Regions from separate parts of the Ovis aries genome. Here region 2 is linked to region 1. Evidence: chromatin contacts called from public Hi-C data. All regions are on one chromosome and are shown on one strand. The core of a region is the stretch at or near the end of the contact, and the rest is flanking DNA. Distances in the headings are between cores, read along the strand shown.

Region 1 (3,849 bases), core at 432-2,931:
AGCTCCTGAGCTTCAGGCCAATGAAAAAGCGCTTTATAGACGCCCTCCCTTCGCTCTCTACTTCTCCCCACCTCGGCGAGGGAGGAGGCGTCCTGACTGGCCAGACTGTCCTCGGAAGCCCCATTCCCTTCACCAATCACCGAGGGTGCTGCACTCCCAGCGGAGTTTCGGCCAATTACAAAGCGGCCACGGCGCCCAGCCGTGCGGTTTCGCCAGCGACTCCGGGCTTCACTGTCCTTAACTCTTCAAGCTTTTCCTGAGGGCCAGCGACTCTGATTGGTCACTGCCGAATTTCTCCTCCAGCCAGCCACAGAACAAGGCGAACCCACCTTTTCCTCGGTCGGCTATCTTCGGCATTTTCCGTCCTTGGGCGTGAATTTCCAGCGACACTTTCTGATTGGCTCTTCAGGTCGATCGGCTTTTTCCGGGAGGATCCGCAAACAAACGACATCCGTGATTGGTTCCGCTCGGGTTTCGGCTCCCCTGTCGAAGGGGGCGGACGCCCCGCTCGGCCGGCGATTCCCAGACGCCTCTTACGCGGGCGGCGGGGCGCTGGGCGGTGTAAGGCTGGGTGGGGGAGGAAGGAGGCGGAGGACGAGTAGGAGGGGGGAGGGGGAGTGGGGAAGAGCTAGGCGGCTGCGCAGACGGCACTCCTCACAGAGAGCAGCCCCCGACCCGGGCGAATGCGGGCTCGTGCTGCTGCTGCTGCTGCTGCTGCTGCCGCCGCCGCCGCCGCCGCCCGGGCCGAGTGACAAAGGAAGGAAGGAAGGAAGCGAGGAGGAGCCGACCCCGCAGCCGCTGACAGGGCTCCGGACTGGGGGCAAAGCGCGGACACTTCCTGAGCGGGACTGTGCAGAAGCGAGGGGCGGGAGGGCGGCCGCGCTGGTGCCTTGGACGGGGGAGGGGGCCCCCGAGGGACGGAAGCGGTTGCCGGGTTCCCATGTCCCCGGCGTATGGGGAGCAGTCGAGGAGCCGCTGCCTGGGGTCTGAAGGGAGCTGCCTCCGCCGCCGCCGCCGCCATGGCCGCTGGATCCAGCCGCCGCCTGCAGCTGCTCCTGGCGCAATGAGGGGAAGAGCCGCCGCCACCGCCCGACTCTGACTGACTCGCGACTCCGCCGCCTTCCAGTTCGCCGGGCCCCCACCGTCAGCCCGCCGGATCCTTGCCGCTGCCGGAGCCGCAGCGTTTCCCGACGCATCTCCGAGCCACCCCTCCCTCTCCCTCCCTCCTTCCCATCCCCCCTTCTTTTCAAGCGTGAGACTCGTGATCCTTCCGCCGCTTCCCTTCTTCATTGACTCGGAAAAAAAATCCCCGAGGAAAATATAATATTCAGAGTACTTATTTTCAATCCAGTATTTGTCCCCGTTTCACGTGATATATATTTTTTAGGATCTCCCACCCATTTCTGCCCTCCAAGGAAAAGGAGGGGAAAGAATTGTAATTTTTTCCCAGCCCCGGATCGTCTATATGTTAAATATCCGTACTGATCTGTCTTCAAGGAGAAATACATCGCTCGCTTTTTTAAATAGCTGTACAAAAGGAGTGAAAAGGCAAGAGGACGAAGTCTTTTTCCTGTGGGAAAACTTAATGCTGCATTTATCATTAACCTAACACCCCAACATAAAACAAAAGGAAGAAAAGGAGGAAGGAAGGAAAAAAGGTGATTCGGTAAAAGAGTGATCATGTCAGGGCGGCCCAGAACCACCTCCTTTGCGGAGAGCTGCAAGCCAGTGCAGCAGCCTTCAGCTTTTGGCAGCATGAAAGTTAGCAGTGAGTATTGATTTTATTTTACACCCCTTCTCCACCTCCCCTTTGAATAAGAGACTTTGAAATACCAGGATCTTAAAATACGAGACCTGCTGATAAAACAGAGGTAATGGGAAAGGGCAAAAACCTGTCTTCAGTCAAGGATGAGGCAGCTTCCTTTTTTCCTCCTCCCATATCCCTTCTCCGGTCTCATTAACCTTGAATCGGGGGAATGGGATTTTTATTTAGATGATTCTGTCTGAAACTTAGTTCTTTTCTTACAGTTTTCTAGCAATTGATAGTCAGCTTTATTAAGTGGTTGAGTGTTTCCACCTTAAAATAGTGATGGAAGTGTTTACTTGCTCATCCTTTTGATTAAAGCGAAGGACAAGACTCATAAACCATTATGTGCTTTTCCAGAGTGTGTCTTTTGGAATGAGGGATAGTTTAGTTCGCTCAGGTCTCGAGGGTTACCATAGTTTTGTATACTTAATGGAAGAGGTGAATGTCACCGTCTCCTAACATTTCTTTCTTACTTGTGTGACTATACAAAGTGTTTGTTCTTAATCCAGAGATGAACTCGCTAAGTAACCACATTTCGGTTGGAAGGCGAGCTTTGATTTGTCTCTTTAGAAGGGACGGGTACCGCTGATAGATACTCAGTAGCAGTAGTATCTCAACATGCATTGTTCTAAATTGGATACGCGGTTTAATATGTTATCTCTTAACCTTACCGTTTTGACATTGCCAATCTACCACTATAGAGTTAATGTTTAATCAAAAGGTAACTTGAAAGTAGGTCCGAGTTTTGAATGGGGCTTATATTGTCATGTTGCTAAATAGTAAGTTGAATGTTAATTGTCACTGACTCATCATTAAAGTTCAGCTTTGGGGTGCCATTGCTTTCAGTACTTGCTAAATGATCTAGAGTTCAGATGTTCCTTCTTAGGACTGCTTACAATACTCTCGCATTGTTTTCCTTTCGAATTCAGATAAGGCTATGAAGTTAGAAGAATATGGATTTAGACTTTATCATCATAGGTTTTGCAGAAGGTTGTGGTCCCAGATTTAATAGAGGTATTTGGGCTTTGTTCAAGGCTGTTGCTAGACGTCTATACTCTCTTCCCAGATTTGTGCTCAAAAAGTCTATTTTGAGTGTTTGGTATACTAAGTATCCAGTGTTTTAACGTATCTCTAGTTATGGATATGTTTATGTGATATTTAATGTCAGTTTATTTAAATATACTTAAAGAATTCGACAAAAATATCTATTATAGTTTCCTTATTCCTTCAGAAAGGAGCATGAATGAGGGCAAAGAAAAACTTTTACTGCTTAGAAGAAGGAGAGAATTGAATTGAGATTTTTTTTAAAAAGGTATATGCTGTTATGTGAAATTGATTATAAAATGAACACTCTTACTTGAACTCAGGATTTCAGTTCATGGTGGCTTTTGGAACTTGTCTGAAACAGGGTAGTCTAAGGTAATAGCTGAATGGGAGATTATTTTTGAGAGTTAAATTTTTTTTTTGGTGACTAGCTAGTTCAGAATGCAGAGTATGTGAAGAGGGAAGCTGATGATGCATCTTTCAGGGAATGGTCAAGCTTTCTAAGCACTTCATGGGGTCATTTGAGAGGAATATTTTAAAATTCTGGGGTAATTTTCAGCTATGATGAAGCAAATCTTATAATAGCTCCTTAAGAGCCTCTTGTGGTACTGGAGTGTTAGGATGTTTTTCATCTTGGTTTAAAGACCACTTGAAATCAATTTTAGGTAATTAGTTTATTCAGAGAGCAGAATGGGATACCTAATAATATTAAATTTGGGGACTTTTCATTTAGTTCACAGGATTTTCTATGAATCCTTTGTGGATGTTGACTGAAGATGGAGTAACTCTTGCAAAGTGCAGGTGAAAATGTTGACTTTTCTGTTACCATATAGGTCAGCTTAACATTTAAAAGATTGGAGTTCAGTGTTGACTATGTGTTTTTGACAACCGTAACTTTAAATACATTTTGGAAGAAAGCCTTTGTTGGAATGCTGGTGTTCTAAGGGACCCCTGTTTAAGCGATAAGAAATTATAGTCCTTGCCTTGAAAAGCTTATC
Region 2 (3,849 bases), core at 765-3,264, 240 kb before region 1:
AGTTAGGCAATAGCAGCCATCCTAGTCAGGCATGCCAAAACATATACATGTATTTATTTCATTCACTTGCCCAGTGCCTACTATGTCTCAGGTGCGGGGCCAAGGTAAAGAGACACAGTTTCTGCCCTCAGGAAACCTGGACAGGGTGGCTGAAGCAGAAAGAGCTCTTCATTAGTCTCCCCCTTTTTTTCCCCAGTAACATTCTAGTCAGGAGACTTATCCTGAAACAGTCAATTTGACCCAAAAGTGACTTGCTGGTGAAGTTTTGCTAAGTGGGCAAGCATGCCATGCCTTTTCCCAGCTCCCTGTACCCCATCTCTCTTTCCCTAGATAATGCACCATGCTGACCATGCTGCCTCCTTTTCCCTTCACATTTCCTGGGGTCCCCATTGCCTCCATCACTGTGAAGGTTCACAAACCACTAAAGCTCTTTCACCTCCCAGGGAGTTTTCAGAACTCTCCAAGTTGACTGGATAGTATCAAGGCCCACTAGATTATGGAGGGATGCTGCTTTATTTAGACCCATTTGGCTTCAACAAAGTACCTGAGATAGAGAGGGTTCCTATGAAAATAGGGGGATCCTTCCATTACTCTCAACATAGCTTTAAAACTTTCTACTAGTAGCTTCAGTCTCTGAGACTATTTTTGTCTTTCTTCCCTTAATTTCACTGATTTGTGATCTTCTCTATTTCTGAATCATATTTGAATTCTTTTTTCTCATTTTATATTACATTCCTGTAAGTTTATTTTTTATCACAGGCACATTCACATTTTTAAGAGCATAAAACTGTATTAAATATTTGCAATTTTCACGTATTAGGTTCCTGCTAACGTAATCTTGATCCAAAGTAAGGACAGTCTAATTTTTAAAAGGGCCCTTTTGAAACAGGTTTCAAATTCACTAGGTTTTAAAAACACAAATGACTGGCAAGAAAAAAGCACTTTATTCTCCTTTTCAGGAAGAAAGCAATTTAATGGAATTGGTTACACACAATCTTTTAACACTTTTATGGATAAACTTTGTAAAAAAGACACTAAATATTTTTATTTCTATTCATGACTTTCCAAAATTATAAAAAGCAATTTCATAAAAGATTTAGTTAAGGGTCAGGTAGAAAATGTTAATTAGAAATACTGACTTAAAGCCAGAGTGTAGATTTTCACAGTTAAATTGTGGTTTTTGCCCTGAAGTAAAACATTAATCTGGAGAAGGAAATGGCAATCCACAATGCTTTCCGCGTTCTTAAACTGATCGATTACTTAGAGCTGTCTCGAATTAACTAAAACTCCTCCATGGCTCCCAGATTCATTTCCAGCCACTTCAACTTAAACCAAAAAACCACAGTACTTCAGCTAAAATGGCGTAAGTCCCTTATTTGATACACATTCCTTTAAAAAATGCTGTAGGGCAAGGAGGGCAAGGATTATCCGTATTTTATGGGTGGAGAAACTGAAATTAAATCCCTTGTACGAGGAAATAAGGCTATTTAAGAGCTGAACCCCAGGTAAGACCCTAAAGAGTTCTGATTTTCTAGTCCAGCTGCCTCCGCCCTTCAAAGTCGTCTTGGTTAATCCCGGGACTTGAAATTCCTGGGCCTTGCAGTCACGGAGGTGAATCACCACATTCCTGCGCGTTCGCTGAATCCCGCAGACCCGGCGCCCCACTCCTAAACTGGGTAGGAACCGAGAAGCCAGGGCACCATGACGCGCGAACCCTCAAAACGAAACAACTAAACTGTTCCCGGGCTGTTTACCCAGGCGGTCCTCGACCCCGGGGGCAGGTCAGCCGACGCCAAAGACTATAAAGCGTGGCGGCCCACACACTGCCGGATTCCGAGGATAACTGGGTAGCGCCGAGGACGCCCGGTCTCCGCCCCTGTCCGGCGCGCCCCGACCGCACCGCGCGCCCAGTGCCGCGTGAGGCGGAGCCCGGCCCCCGAGCGGCGCGCGCACCCAGCCGCCTCGCGTCGTGTGACTCGGCGGGGGCGCGCGGGGTTAGCGCCCGTCCGCGCCACTTCCGACGCAGCCCGCGGTTCAGGTTCCGGGGCGCCGCAGAGCTCCCGGCCTGTGGGTCGAGCGCGGCCCTCTGCGGCGGCGGGGATGGAGGAGGCTGGAGCGGCTGTGGCCACAGCCTGGGAGGCCGAACTGAACTTGTCTCGCCTCAGCGTGTCTCTCGAGACGCTGGAGTCGGAGCTGGAGGCGCGGGGCGAGGAGCGGCGCGGCGCGCGGGAGGCGCTGCTGCGGCTGCTGCTACCGCACAACCGTCTGGTGTCGCTGCCGCGGGCGCTGGGCAGCGGCTTCCCGCACCTCCAGCTGTTGGACGTGAGCGGCAACGCGTTGACCGCTCTGGGGCCGGAGCTGCTGGCGCTGCGCGGCCTGCGCACGCTGCTGGCCAAGAACAACCGGCTCGGCGGCCCGGGGGCCCTCCCCAAGGGCCTGGCCCAGTCACCGCTCTGCTGCAGCCTCCAGGTGCTTAACCTCAGCGGGAACTGCTTCCAGGAGGTGCCCACCTCGCTGCTGGAGCTGCGCGCGCTGCAGACCCTCAGCCTCGGCGGCAACCAGCTTCAGAGCATCCCGGCCGAGATCGAGAACTTGAGGAGGTGAGCGGGTGCCTTCCTGAGAGTAGGGAGGCCCGGGACGGGGTCCGGGAGCTCCGGAGTCCCCCACCTGGCCTTGGCGCCGTGGGGGTCACGTACCCATCTTAGTTCAGGCTCTTTTTGAACTCTAACTGCGAGGACTGCCCTGCCAGCTCGTGGAGCTGGAGTGAAGATCTAATAAGGTCATGGGTGTGACAGCAGCGTTTGGTTTGTTGTATAAAAGACAGTTTTTCTGTCGTCTTTTGGAGTCTGGGGGAGTGATCCGAGCCGAGCACACACTCGAGCAAATGTAAATCCGCGGATGTCACTTCTTTACTCCGAAGTCTTGGGTGGTTTTCCATGCCTATAAACCAATGTTTGTGTTTTGTAGCGTGACATATCAGGTACTCGGAGCTGATCCTTGCTTTTCACTACATTTCCTGCTCCATCCGTTCTCTCTGTAGCGATACCAGCAATTTGTGGTTTTGTGGTATTCCAGTATTTGTGGAATTCACTAATCTGTGCGCTTTACCTTGTAGGCACTGACTAAATATGTGTTGAATGGGTACAGTTCCTCTGTACTGCTGTTCCCTTTGTCTGGAATGTTGCTTGCACTTTGGCAAACTCCTGTACATCCTTCAAAACTTGTTTTGAAGGCCATTTCTTTGTTTCTTTCCTTTACTGCTTCCTGGACAACAATTAGTTATTGTCTAAACTGTACTTCTTTTGTACCTCCTGCACCCTGCCATTGCACTTAACCTTATTGATTGTAACTCCGTGTTTACAGATCTGCCTCATTGACTGGATTATTCAGTAAATATATGTTGAATTAAATGGAAAAAGGAAGCAGAGAAGTAACAAAAGTCCCTTACAAAAAGTGAGAAACAAAGCAAGAGCAAGTGTTTTGTCCAAAGTGAAAGAAAAGTAACTACCATCTGTAAACTACTTTTGCATCCTTTACTGAGTTTTCTGAGATAACCAGATATTAGAGCTCAGAGTCAAAGGGATCTCAGAGTTCAGTGCAGTGAAAAAAACACTGAAGTGAGAGTGAGAACTCTTGGTGTCCCAAGCTTAGGCAAGTCACTTAACATATCCTGACTACGGTTTCCTAATCTGCAAAGGAAGGCGTTTGGACAAGATGTCCCTTTGTTTACTCACCAGCAGATTTTTATGAGGTACCTACCTTGTGTCTGGCACTGTCCTAGGTGCTGGGGATGCAGTGATGAAAGGGATCCTGCCCTCCTGGGGCACTGTAACAGAGGAGAGGTTAAAC

The links. A called contact is a pair of places that touch in the nucleus more often than the background predicts.
Region 2: a contact with region 1 is called in a Hi-C map of hypothalamus, with 5 times the contacts expected there. The contact joins the promoter of LRRC58 here to the promoter of GSK3B in region 1. A contact is called at or near these places in 3 of 16 Hi-C or Micro-C datasets (hypothalamus, skin fibroblasts and tail adipose tissue).

The regions. Positions count from the first base shown.
Region 1 is chr1:185,713,412-185,717,260 of ARS-UI_Ramb_v3.0, reverse strand. It overlaps GSK3B (glycogen synthase kinase 3 beta), which reads left to right and starts at 1,681. Exons shown (of 11, transcript NM_001129740.1): 1 at 1,681-1,768. The coding sequence starts at 1,681.
Region 2 is chr1:185,954,956-185,958,804 of ARS-UI_Ramb_v3.0, reverse strand. LRRC58 (leucine rich repeat containing 58) reads left to right here and starts at 2,014. Exons shown (of 4, transcript XM_004002953.6): 1 at 2,014-2,600. The coding sequence starts at 2,101. LOC132660086 (a long non-coding RNA gene) reads right to left here and starts at 1,942. Exons shown (of 3, transcript XR_009601307.1): 1 at 1-1,942.